Regions from separate parts of the Triticum aestivum genome. Here region 1 is linked to region 2. A link is a contact called in public Hi-C data. All regions are on one chromosome and are shown on one strand. Each heading gives the region's core, a stretch centred on a gene start, on an enhancer-like site or on the middle of the called end of the contact. The rest is flanking DNA. Distances are from core to core; before and after follow the strand shown. Region 1 holds the start of LOC123182716 (50S ribosomal protein L20). Region 2 holds the start of LOC123182714 (probable DNA replication complex GINS protein PSF3).

Evidence for each region. Hi-C and Micro-C count contacts between places; a contact is called where the count stands out from the background.
Region 1: a Hi-C map of leaf shows a contact between it and region 2, with 3 times the contacts expected there. The contact joins the promoter of LOC123182716 here to the promoter of LOC123182714 in region 2. A contact is called at or near these places in 3 of 5 Hi-C or Micro-C datasets (all in leaf).

The regions. Positions count from the first base shown.
Region 1 is chr1D:439,094,186-439,100,928 of IWGSC CS RefSeq v2.1, forward strand. It overlaps LOC123182716 (50S ribosomal protein L20), which reads right to left and starts at 1,765. Exons shown (of 3, transcript XM_044595373.1): 1 at 1,532-1,765; 2 at 1-39. The coding sequence starts at 6. It overlaps LOC123182717 (26S proteasome non-ATPase regulatory subunit 1 homolog A), which reads right to left. Exons shown (of 12, transcript XM_044595374.1): 6 at 6,632-6,743; 7 at 6,217-6,545; 8 at 5,993-6,128; 9 at 5,354-5,901; 10 at 5,003-5,261; 11 at 4,021-4,791; 12 at 3,229-3,790. The coding sequence ends at 3,485.
Region 2 is chr1D:438,682,476-438,688,795 of IWGSC CS RefSeq v2.1, forward strand. LOC123182714 (probable DNA replication complex GINS protein PSF3) reads left to right here and starts at 4,194. Exons shown (of 7, transcript XM_044595371.1): 1 at 4,194-4,388; 2 at 4,905-4,989; 3 at 5,064-5,135; 4 at 5,501-5,604; 5 at 5,731-5,823. The coding sequence starts at 4,945. It overlaps LOC123182713 (clumping factor A), which reads right to left and starts at 4,192. Exons shown (of 1, transcript XM_044595370.1): 1 at 3,395-4,192. The coding sequence starts at 4,112. The coding sequence ends at 3,651.

The DNA of each region.
Region 1 (6,743 bases), core at 515-3,014, 410 kb after region 2:
GTTCATCTTTGAGCTCTTGGCTCACACAGTATTTCCTCCCTATATTCACAACATCAAAGTAAGAAATTGGAGCAAATTATGAATTACTGTAGTGAGATAGAAGTTCAGAGTACACACCAATACTTCAGACATTTATTCCCCGAGAAGGGAATGCATATGAATAAAACGTACTTAAGGACAGTTATTTTCGGGCCTAGACTTCTTCAGGAACCAGTTTAAGCTTCTCTACCCACAGGAGCTGCGGCACAGAGAAGTCTATGGACTGTAAGTGTCAGATCTTCTGCCCCTTAGTTTATTTTCTGATGAAAAGTCCATGGACTGCAATTGTGTGAATCTTAGGGCCTGTTCGGAGCCCCTCCGCTCAGCGAGGCCGCTCCCGGAGCTGACGGAGTTCTAGTTAAAAAGTGCAGAGCCAGCGAAACGGTACTCCCGAGATTCTCAATTTTTACGGAGCGGGCGGACTGCCGAACAGCGCCTTAACTTATATTGTGTAATTTCTTGCTGTGTTTATCATAGATATTATTAACATCATAAAATAAATATTAAAACAAAATAAAGATGTAATTGGTACTTGACAACAAGTTAGATAAAAAGAGGTTGTGAAGGCATTACAAGGGTTTCCCCCAAGAAAAGCAGTCACGATAAAAACTAATCATCAAGGTACGACACTAGCAGCAATAGCATCATGAACTGTGCCGACAGTCCATTCTGAATGACTCCACCTATTTTTGAATCGCTTACACTCATAATTTCTCTCTGCGTGCTTACTAAACTTGCTTATCAAATAAACATACCCAAGTAAGTTCAAACATCTGGTGGGACGGTTATATACATGTACTTCTTCGATACGCACATCAAGAAAAACTATATGGGTCATAGGATCCAAAGTTACTTTCGCCGATTTCCCACTCTCATCTATGATATGTGACAAAATGAATGTTAAAACTGGATATTGTTTTTGGGTCAACAAAAAGTGTGCCCTGTTTTTAGAACATACAATCAACGAGAGTAATTCCTGCGATAAAAAATTGCTTACCACATCCTCTGTTCCTGAATATAAGACGTTTTTGCAGTTCAATTCAATTTGAGCTGCAAAAACGTCAACAGAGGTACTAACAAATATATGTGCTCATTTGTGTAGTGTCTACTAGAGATGGAAAAAAATTGCGCTCAAATAGGACCGGACACTGCATGCTACTGTATTCCAATCGACAGTTTCCACTTGGAATTAGCCGTCAGATTAAAAATAACGTGAGAATTATAGCAAATGCAAGCAGCAGTAGATGTTGCAAATGTGTGACCTGCTTGCTAATTCGAATCCTGCCACCAACAAAGAATCATTTCCAACCAATCCCGCACTATCAGGTGGCAGGCAAGGGGCGTCAAGGGATTCGGACGGTCGCGAGCTACGGCAAACAAGCACGCGGGTTCAGTAGCAGGAGCCGGGCCGGCCATGCCGCGCGCGGTGGAATCATACACACCTCGCACGCGCGAGCGGGAGATGTACATGTGTGTGCAAGCACGTACGTACCGAGAAGCAGGGAAGAAGAGCCGGTGCAGAGTCGGGTCGGGTCGGAGTAGAGGGAGGCGACGGAGACCGGCGTCGGCGGCGGGCGGCGGGCGGCGGAGTGGGAGCTCGGGCGCGTGTGAGGAGAAACCTAGCGCTGCGTTTTCTGTGGATCGAGCGAGCACGAATGTGGGCCGAATCATATTCTTGGGTGCCAATCCGGCCCACAAGACGTCGATAGCACCCGCGCCGCTCACCAGGGCTGGCCCGTTTAGCTGCCGCGCTTGTATATCACTAGCCTCACACGTTCAACGCTACAATAGGCCAGTACATAAAGTTCGCCTCCGACGTTTGTAAAAAAGGAAAGGAAAGCAGACAACGCTGCGTGCATGCAGAAAATCAAATAATGTATTGAAATAATTGTTAATTTTTATATAATCAATAAAAGTATAAGCAATGATCTTTTTATGGAACTAAAACTGTGTTCATACTTTTGCATAATGTTCATGTAATTTAATATAAGTTTTCTCATACCTTAAAAGTATTCCTGAAATTTGTAAAAATTGTTCACATATTTTTTAAAATAAATCATGAAATTTAAAAGGTTCTCGTACATTTTAAAAACTATGTACTCCCTTCAATCCGAATTAATTGACGCAACCTCAATACAACGTTAGTAATAAAGAAATTGTTCCCATTTTTTATAAAAATGTTCATGTGATATTAATAAATGGTGGTTATCGTGGCCGCGGGTGTCGCCCAAGGGGTTGGTCGAGGAGGCCGGGAGGAAGCTGCAACAGAGCAGGGACTGCGCGAGCCAGATATTCAAGGCCGCCATGGCGATCAACATCGATGTGCATGCTGAGATGGAGATCCCGGAAGTGTACTTTGAGTCATTGCCAAAGGTAAACACTTCCAAGTTTTCATCCGTTTCCAAATGTGTTATGGGCAGTTTTCAGACTTTTCTCATTTCCTTAAGGCCTCGTTTGGCACAGGAGGATTCAGGAGGTTTGGAGAGGATGATCCCCGGGAGGGACAGAAGCCCCACGAAATCTCATCGGTCCATTTGATAGGTGGGGTTTGCACAGCCCAACCCCCTCCGATCCCTTCCAATCCCTTCGTACCCGCGCAGTTCAGAACTCTCGTCACACGCCTCCTCCACTCTCCGCCTACCAAACGAGTTTTTTCAGGAAGGGGATTGGATGCAAGGGGAATTGAGGGGATTGGGTGGAGGGGAGGGATTCACCAAATCCCCTCCAATTCCCACACCTCAAATCCTTCTAAATCCCTCCATGTCAAACGAGGCCTAAGTGCTCTTTGTTTTGTGTAGGCCACAGTAGCATGGTGTGAACCCCGCAAAAAAAAAGTAGCATGGTGTGCATTTTCCAAAGCACCCCCACATATACTGCAGACTCCAGTTCAAATCTTTTTTTCTACTTATTCTCTTTTATTGGCAGTTCTCCCAGCGTGATTATACAAAAGATCAAACAGTGATTAGGGAATCAAAAAATAAACACTGAAAAGGTTGCATCGAAACACCTAAACCATGATAGCTCAATGAAGGGAACCATACAGATTATCTCAATCTGGAAGCAAGTCGGGCCACTCAGTGAAGGGATCAATAAAAGAAGCCTTTTTTGTGTCAGGGTATCAAAGAATAGCGGCGGGTGACCCCGTAGGTTGATGGCAAAGTCCATCAAACCATTCATCGAGAGCTGATGGGAAGATCTTTTGCACAAAATTTACCAGTGAAATAGTATAACTTCGAGACTAATATTTTTGAAAGGAGAAATAACTATCAACACCTCGAGGAGAAACTTATATACAGGCGATTCTCACTCCAGCTAGATTCTCAAATTCTGATGAAGCCATGATTCTAAACAGTTTCCGACGAACAACAAATTCCCGCACAATACATACTACTGGGAAAAGGGAATAAGAAATGTATATACAGGCGATGCTCTCTCCTATCATGAATCAGGACAGGTACTCAAAAGGTTGGGGCGGCTGGGGCTCGTCGTCGACGGCCATGGCAGAGGCACCCGACACCGGCTGCCCTGACGCGGGGGCGTCGGTGAGCACAACGAGCTCCTCGGCCTCGCTGGGCTGTGTGTCTCTTAGGAGGATGAACCCGCCGCAGGGGGCGGGCCTCACGGGGACGTATCGGCTGCCCTCGATGAACTTGATGAACTTCTCCTGCAGGGGGACGACGCGGGCTGGGTTCGCCAGGATCTGGAAGGCCGGCTCTGGCTCTGCGGCCTTCTTCTCTGCAGTGCTGTCCACCTGGGAACAAAGATTGAGAGAGACGGGTCAATCCAAATGAGGCCAGAGACTGTCTGGGGTTGGTTCATTAATGAGCAGCTAAGGGCTAGCCATGCTCAACTGTGCTGTGATGTCTAGTTGACTAGCATATGGTTTAATTAATTATGGCCTGAACCTACCAAAATTTGCAAAATTCTTGCGTGATGGGAAAAAGTTGAAGCCAAGCAGATACAGTGAGGTTTTATTCTTACCTGCATTGCATCAGCTGCCTTGCCAGAAGTAGAACCAGAAGCATCTTCCGTTGACTTCTCCTGGTTAGCAGCTTTGCTTTCTGCTTCTGCTGCTGCCTTCTCCTGGTTAGCAGCAGCTTTGCTTTCTGCATCCTTCTTCGCCCTAGATTTTGCCTTAGCATAGGTTGACAAAATGGCTGTGGGCAGCTCGACAGCCGAAGTTGTAGCCTGCTGAGTCGTCGGTTTCGGATACTCAAAGAGGGACGGCTTAGCATGCGACATAAATTCAAACTTCAGCACTTCCAGATTCGAGTTGAGACCAATGATGGCCGTCGGCGAGAAGGCCAGGCTGATGAAGTATAGGAGAGGATACCAGTTCCAGAACTGGGTGAAAACAGCGAGGCCAATCACAGCAGTGAGCTTGTCATGCTTGTTCCTCGAGCGAAGTTTGATTGTGACGTTCCTGCCACCTGCATCTAGAATGCCAGAAGCAAGTATGGCGCCCATTTTGCTCATGGTGTCCTCGTGCTTGTCAAGTATGATCTTTTGCAACTGACGCCTGAATGTTCCAACACGAGAATCAAAGGACTCATTGGTCTGGATCATGACCATTGCCATAGCAATTAGAGCCCCCTGGCGTACGAAGTCAACAACGTCCGAGGTGAGAGGCTCCAACAAGGAAATGGCATCACTTAACCCTGTGCCTGCACAGGATATCCCAACAGCTAGAGCTGCACCATAACGAACGTGTGGGTTGTACGATTCAGAGAGCAGGGACACAATTCTTGGAGTCTGCATGATCAGAACAGAAGATGTAAGTTATGGATCAAAGCTATTGACAAGGTGTGGATCAAAGCTATTGACAAGGTGTGGATCAAAGCTATTGACGATTTTTTATTTTAGCTTTTTTTCTATTAGATGGCAAAGAGATGCAGCAGCATAAATGCATAATGAACAGCAGGTCTATGTTGTTCCTTGGAATAAAATTGAATAGAGGGCAGACCTGCTCAGGTTCGTTGTATAGAACAAATCCAAGACCCATAACTGCAGTCCTACGAACATCATCACTGACGTCCGATACAGCGAAATGCAGCAGCTGATGGATAGCTTTGTTGTTTGCAGTTCCTCTGTACGCTAGAGCCAATGCATACATACCACCATAACGTAGTATGGGATCTTGATCTCTAGTCATTTGTTCGATCAAGGTGTCAGCTTCCTCCTCCCTGCCATACATTGTCAATGCGATGCCAAGTGCCAAACCCCTGCGGAGAGAGAGAGAGAGAGAGAAAGATGTCAGAAACATGAGCTAGATGCATCTTCAGAAATACCGCAACAATTATTAAACAGAACTGACCTGATAATCTTTTCATGCTGTGTATCATGTGCATAAGCAAGCATCTCACCGGCCTTCTCACTGGCTGTCCCAACCATGAGCAAACCCATGCCAATACCAGCTGCTTCACCAGCTACTGCACTGTCTGTGTAAAGGACATTCTTTATGTCCTCAAACACTTCCTCATCTGCTGTCCCGAGAGATGCAAGCCCAAGTCCCAAACAGGCACCATGCTGGATGACCTGTATAATACGGTTTTGATTAAGAAAAGTCACAACATAATTAGCATTACGCGAGAAGGACAAGGAACAAAATGTCACCTCTGCACTGGTGTTGCGAAGGCTTTCACGGAGGAATTGTTTGATTCCTTCGCCATGGTTGGCATGAATCAAACCTAAAGCATAGAGGGCACCACCTTCTGAATATGGACTGCCACCACCAACTGCACCATTTTGAGGTAGGTACGGGGCCATCAAAGCCCGACCTTGCTGAAGGTGGCCTCTATGAATGACACCCAGTCCAGCTGTCGCACTAAATTTAGCCCAATTGGTTGCCTTGCTTAACCATTCCTAAAAGACAATAACAAAATGAGACATTACAGGGGCAAAAAAATAAACACTGCATGACAACAAAACAACCAGATTTTTTTATTTTTTTTACCAGATTCTCTCTTAAAAAGGTATCTACAGTTGTTCCTGCATGCATGATCGCATTGGAACAAATAGTTGCACTATGGCAAACATTGCCACTCGTTTCCACAGCCTGCTTTATTGTCTTCAGAATTAGAAGATCAGACCTACGAAAGAAACAAACCCATCAAGGTGATGTCAGATATAAAAGTTGCAAGAGACCAGGGTTCAAAGTTTAGGACATAATAAGTGTACCTGCTGTGGCTATACAAAAATTGCAGCGTAAGCTGAATAGACTTCTCCCCTGACAGTATCCCTTTAAGTTTTGCAAGCCTATCAGCATGCGCTGCCTCATCTGGATCCACTGGGTGAGCATTTCTGTTTGAAGTAGTTGTGCCATCTCCCATCTGAACATCACCCGCTGGTTCTGTGCTAGTTGTACCCGCGTTAACAGTCTGATCAACCGGTAAAGCTGACTGACCAGGAGTCTGTGAGTCCAGGCGATTCCCCACATTCAGAAGGAAGGCCTGATTTTCATTTTCCACTAGATCAAAAGCAATTTGGTATGCAATGAGAGCATCATCCTGCATAATGAACACAATTTCTCAAGTAAGGAACAGAGACCACAATGTAAGTAGTGTGGTGGGCAGAGTAAAGAACAAACATATACCTGGCTTCCAGAAAGTAGTGTGTCCAATATATTCGCAACAGTTTCAGGCTCGCCCAGAACCATAAGGCACTGGCAGATGCTCAGATAATCTGGATGCGGCAAAGTCTGGTAT
Region 2 (6,320 bases), core at 2,944-5,443:
AGAAGAACAGGAGATGATGTACGGGGGGCATAATAACATAAAGTAGAGTTTCTAGTTGACCTGGGTATCACTAGCAAGCAGAGTAGCACGCATGTTCAATGTCTGACTTCGCAACGGGGAGACCTTGGATGAAGTCATGTGCGTGCATCACCGTGAGAGGGGAAGTTGCCCAACGATTCCTGGATCCCACCACTCCTTCATCACCCAACAGCACGCACATTCCATCATTCACGACAGATTTGTTCATCGTAGGCTAAGTGCTCGGTATATCTTCGGACCTCCAGGAGGCCTGAACCCGCACAAACTAGCAAACACCTTATGCATATTTCCTCTGCAGTCCACCTTCGACGCATCAGTTTAGGTCCTACATATAGTGCAGTTGCCTCCAAAACAAATAAGGAGTACGTGAAAATGTACGTTTTTTTTAAAAGAAGTTAAACCCCCGGCCTCTGTATCAAACGATGCATGTAGTCATCTTTATTAATCATTCCACAAATGTATGAAAAAATATACATCAAATCATCCGAAGTCATCACCCACACCTACAAATTCGATAATGAGGAGTGCTCTCACTCCCCATTTCTAAAACCGGTGTTGCCGCCGATCCATCCACATAACGTATCGGGACTAACAACCGGTGCAGCAGACCTAAAACGCACATCACATGCACACGTTTTAAAAGCTGCCATATTCATTGGACCACTGACCCATCTTCAGGAGGAAGATCCGCATCATCCTTACTAGTCCGGACATCCGTCGATGCCACCATTGCGCCCAACGGCGCCACCGCCCTGCGCTCGTCCGTCCAGACGAGAAGACTCTCGAAGATCTGTCGTGCATAGCACCTGCCAACCAGGCATGACTCAGCGTAGCACCTGTCGGCCAGGCATGACTTGACAACTCGACCAAAGCTTCGTGCAAGACGGAGCCGCTCCACCTCCTGACTCTGTCTTCCAGCGCTGCTCCACAAACGATGCTCCCAGGAGAGAAACGGCACCGCAGTACCGCCATCGTCCGATCTGGAAGACTAGATCCTAAGGTTTCCCTCAAAGCAGTGCCCATCACCAGCAAACGTCAATGACCCACACAATGCCCACCACCACTCAGCCCTCAAGGCGGCGCCTTCTGGAAGGTCACGGCATCAAGGCCGCCGCCGCCGCCCACCGGAGTTAGGGTTTTCACCCGAGAGGCGGGGGAGGGGGGATGAAGGAGCAGACATAGACCGATGTCTCCAAGAAGAAAAGCGGCGCCCTTGAGCGTCATCGGCGGCGCGGCCAGCCGGGGCCGACCAAGGGGTTTCCCCCAATCTGGATCTCCTCCACCAGCTTCACCCACGGCCAGGGTCCCAGCAACCACGCCGACACCGCCAGAAACCCACAGGAGAGAAGCCCACCGATCGGGGCTAGATGACAGCGGCCAGATCTGGCGCCGCCGCCGGCCGCCAGAGCAGTCATGCCAGGCCATGGTCCATCGAAGATCCGTCGGCCGTCTGACCGGACCACTGGCACCACGCCAGTCCCGCCTCTCGCCGGCATGGAGGGGCCTCGCCGGAAGGGCCGCCGCCCCAGATCCAATCTCTCTCCAGCGGTAGGCGGAGCAGCAAGGGCCCTGCCGCCGCAGTCCCCGGCTGCGCCACGGGCTTGCCTGGCGCCAGCCTCATGCAGCGGCGAGGGATGGAGGAAGAGGAGCAGGGTACGCCGGCGGCGGGAGGGTGGTCGCCCCCGAGTCGCCCGGGCGGGGCGACGCGGGGGATTCTACTGAATAGTGCTACTTTATTGTACGTGGAAATGTACGTAGAATGCAGCCAAAGTTAGCAGTAGTTTCGGTGGATTATGATAATGCCGCCCGCAAGACAATCTTTTGTCTGTATTACGGTTTGGCAACCAACCTTAGCATGTTTCTACGCCTACCTTCTCATTGCAGATTATACAAAGCCGAGCCTAACAAGTCTGTTGACGCTCAACATTTTCGGTCGCTCGCTGCCACTAAGCTCCACTGGCTTGTTCGACGCGCATCAACCAAATCTAGAAGCACACCCAAGTCCGTCATCAGGTGCCCCTCCTAGAGACGCTTCTCATCAGCAACAACCTGAGACGTCCGTCCGAGGGTCCATCTCAGGCAGCCGAGGTTACGTACGCATGCTTTATACGATACAGTATACCACACTGCACCGGCCTACCGGCTAGGCGTGTGATCAATCTGAGCACTCAACGGCCGGCCTAGCTAAATTTCTTTGCATGTAGCAGCGCACTGCATCCCGTGTGACAACGATCAAGCAACAGATCGGCCATGCTGGGTAGAAAACGATGTCACGCGGCGTGTCCGGAGAAGATCGCTTTCGGCCTTGCCATCGATCTATCTAATCTACGTACCTAACAGCAGTCTGAACCCGAGAGAAACCTAACCCAGTTAGAGCTTCTTCCCAGGTGACGATGGATAAAGCAACGGCAACCAAAGATGACGCCCTCTGCCAACTGCTGAAAGATGTTAGTGCTTCGGGTTGCCAAGATCATGCACAATTAGTTATGTATTCCAATTAGGTACATCAAACTGGAACAAGACCTCATTGTGTATTAGCTGATTCATCGACTACAGTTTCTTTTATAAGTTAGAAAACAAAATTTACTTTCTTTTAATAATTATTAACGCAAACCACATCTAAGCGTGGAAAGAAGAACCCAATCTTTTGGCCTCACCTTCCTATGTAATATGTGTTCCCGTTTGCGCATTCTTTTCTCTGTTTACACGGCATGATTGTCTGAATTTTATGCAGGGCTTAAGGTTTAGTTTTGCTTGGTGACGTTGTGTTCCAGCAAACAACATGTTCATGTCCTAGGTTGGTTCCCCTTCTATTTACTTGCCTGTCTTAAACAATTAGCAGTAGAGCTATTCCATTCACCCGTCAGCAAAAAGGAAGAAGCACGCGCATGGTTCTGGGATAGTACAGAGGTAAATTTTGATTTTTATTTGCAATGTTCATGGTGTTTATATCGGCGTTGCCTGTGGTGTAGGAGTGGCGATCTGCCTGTCATTGAGTGTGTTCGAAAGAGTGCTGTTTTTGCGATGATGCAGATGTGTGCTTGAATCTATACTTGTTTCTATGAATACCAATTAGATGATCACTTTTTGTGCATTTGCTGCAGTGAAAACCAACTATTTGATCACTTTCTGTGCACTTGTTGCCGTGAATACCAATTACATGATCACCTTTTGTGGTACATGGAATTGAAATGTTCAGAGTTTGTTCCATATTCTAGCAAACAAGGGCACAAACAAATTAAGCGTTTGCTGATTCATACAACTGAAAATTTCACAAGCCTTTTGATCACATTTCTGACCGAGCAGATATCGTCGAGGCTTATGCCCACGGAGAGCAGCAGCAACAACATTCGGATTTCTCCATAATCAAGACAAGCACGCTCTGAAAAAAACCCAAACCTCCATAAAATCCATACACAAGAACAGCATCCAGTGTGGATCACTGATCTCATCGGCGATGATCTGCGCACGAATTTCATTTCCGAAGAAGCGAGAGGCAATCCTACCGGATCTATGGCGACAGAGGAATGTTCCTTCGGTACAAAGGCAGATCACAAGCTCTCACAACTCACAGTGATTTGTGGGTCGAGAATTCACCTCATCTGCTCTGTCTAGTCGCGGCCGCCGCGGAGGGAGCTGAGGCGTTCGAGCCACTGCTCGTCGGGGACGGTGCCGGCCCACGGCGGCGGCGCGCCGGGGAACGCCACGCCACGCATCGCGTCCACGATCCGGGCCGCGGCGCCCGCGGGCAGCTGGGCGCGCCGCCGGCGCTCGTCGTCCAAGGAGGCCGCGGCCTCCCTCGCGCCCGCGCCTTCTTCCTCGTCGCTCTCTTCTTCTTCGTCGTCGGAGGCGAGATCCAGCTCGGAGACGCCGTTGTCGACCGCGTCGAGGCGGCGGTGAGATGCGAGATCGGGGTCGGGGTCGGCGTCGCTGTCGGTGTCCGACGCGGCGCCGGAGATGGGGAGGTAGTCGGCGTCTCCCTCGGCCTCGGAGTCTGAGGCGGAGGCGGAGGAGTGGTCCGGCAGGCCGGTGGAGGCGGCGGCTGGGAGGTGGCCGTTCCCGGAGATGGACATTGTGGGGAGGAGAAAACAGAAAACAATTCCAGAGGGGCGCCACTCGCTTGGGGAAGAATACGGGTGGGTGGGTACCCGAAGCCCGGGTATTTGGTGATACCTTTGGGCCTGTTTGGGCCGAATTCGCAGCGCCAGCCTCCACATATTTGTTTTTTTCCTAGAAGATCCTCCACATATTTGGTGACCCCCTTCGCCCGCGCTCCCGAAAAACAGAGGCGAAAAGCGCGGGAGGAGACCAGTAGCGGCGGCGGAAAGCAGGCCTCGACGGCGGCGCAGGTCAGACACCCCCTCCTCCTCTCATCTCCCCGCCCCCGGCCGTCTTTCCCCCTCTCTGCGGCGTTACGCGTAGCCCCATCTGCCCCTCGCGACGGCGGCCTCCATCTCGGATGCGGCTCGGTCACCGCTGGCTCCTGCCTCTCATGGCGACCTCCGCGTCGCCCCCCTCACCCCCCACGGTCGGGACCCCATGGCGACCGAGCCTTTCCCCCTTGCCCCCATGGCCTTCACCCCATGGCGGCTGCTGTTGTATAATGTTCTTATTTTTGTACAGAATTGGGTCTCTCATGTGAGTTCCAAGTATCATTTCTTGAACCTCCAAACAACACAATTCAGATTCAATTTCAAGATCAATGTCTGGGAGATTTGATATTGGCACCAGTTCAATTGCATGGCCCTCAATATCAACATTCAAACGGAGCCTTAGAGTAGCACTCCGTATATGAATATAGGAGGCCAAATCTGATGAGTGAGTTGGACTTTCTCTCATCGGCATTGTGCAAACTGTTCATGCAGGGCTGAGCATAAGCAACAGTGATCTGTCCCACTTGGTGAAATGCCTTGTTACTACGATGTCGATGACATCCTCATGGAGGAGGAGGTAACCATGCTCGTGTTACCCTCTGCTTCATTTATGCTTGTACAGATGACATGAATACTCTACTGTAATTGCAGCTTATTTCGGTTGTTTTCCAAGTAACTGCAAATGGTGTTGGTATGCTAGATCCTGGCGCCGAGAGAAACAGTGTAAGCATCTGTCCAATGACATTTCTGCATTTATCTTTAACTGCTATCTTAAACCTGCTGATGGGCAACTGCTGCCAATTCTTTCTCTGGCCTGTTTGTTCTTGAGCAAATTACTTCTCAAATACGCTGACTAGTTAGATGATGTTTACCTGAGATAGATGCATCGTGCATTCTTGCTCATTTTAGTTTGCAAAACCGATATGGAACGCTAGGTGCTTTCTTATTTCCCTGTGTGCCATGTTTCTCACTAACTGGGAGTTAGATGCTTTGTTTTTGAGAACATTTTCTTGCTACCATGGCAAATGAAATGGCGTATTTCATCTGGTTCCAACAAAAAGAGAAATGATCTTATTCTTTATGTTCAGGTTGAGAAGGGTGCTAAGGTAGACCTTCCATTTTGGCTTGCTCATGGGATGCTGTCTCTGGAACAAGCGGTGTCGATAAATGTACCTCCTTGCTTCACCCAGAAGTAGGTTTCTTTGTATTTTGTTTTGCATCTGTAGAAATTCTCAAGAGGGACATCAAAATATACTGTATGCAGTAGTATGTAGTTATCGTTCTCATTTCAACATATTTACACGTACTTTGCTTGCAGAACTCGGAAGGAGATCCAAGCTGATGCAGCCTGTGTTGATTTGAGGGTTCGGTGCCCTTACTTTTATGAGCTAGGATGCAAGATTGTTCCTCTGTAAGTTCTGAACGACCTCAGTTACACGTACTATTTTGTTTCCTTTTTCTTCCATCTCATTACCTTTCTCTATGCAATCTTAAATTTGTAAATTCTCATTAAAATACTTATATATCATCTTTGGTAGAAATACATTACCCACTCCATTGCTTTGCAGAACTTTGATGAGCCTTAGACATCTTATAGTCTCAGTCACAATAACCGGGCAATTGTGTAGGCATACAGCACTACAGTACATTATCCTTTCTGCATGTATTCTGTTTTTGTAAAACTTGGAATGCTTCCATCTCCATGAGCAAGATAGTTTCAGTCATCAGTCATATATTAAGTTAAAATAGGAGGAACTTCTGTAAGTTCAAGTAACTGTAATCTTGGGGAGAAGATGCAGTTGATACTATGAATTGTATATAGGCAAGTTGATTTCTTGCGAACATAATGCAATCATATGGTTTTCTTTTCTGAGGGCCCAGACTAAAACATGCTTTTAACCACACTTG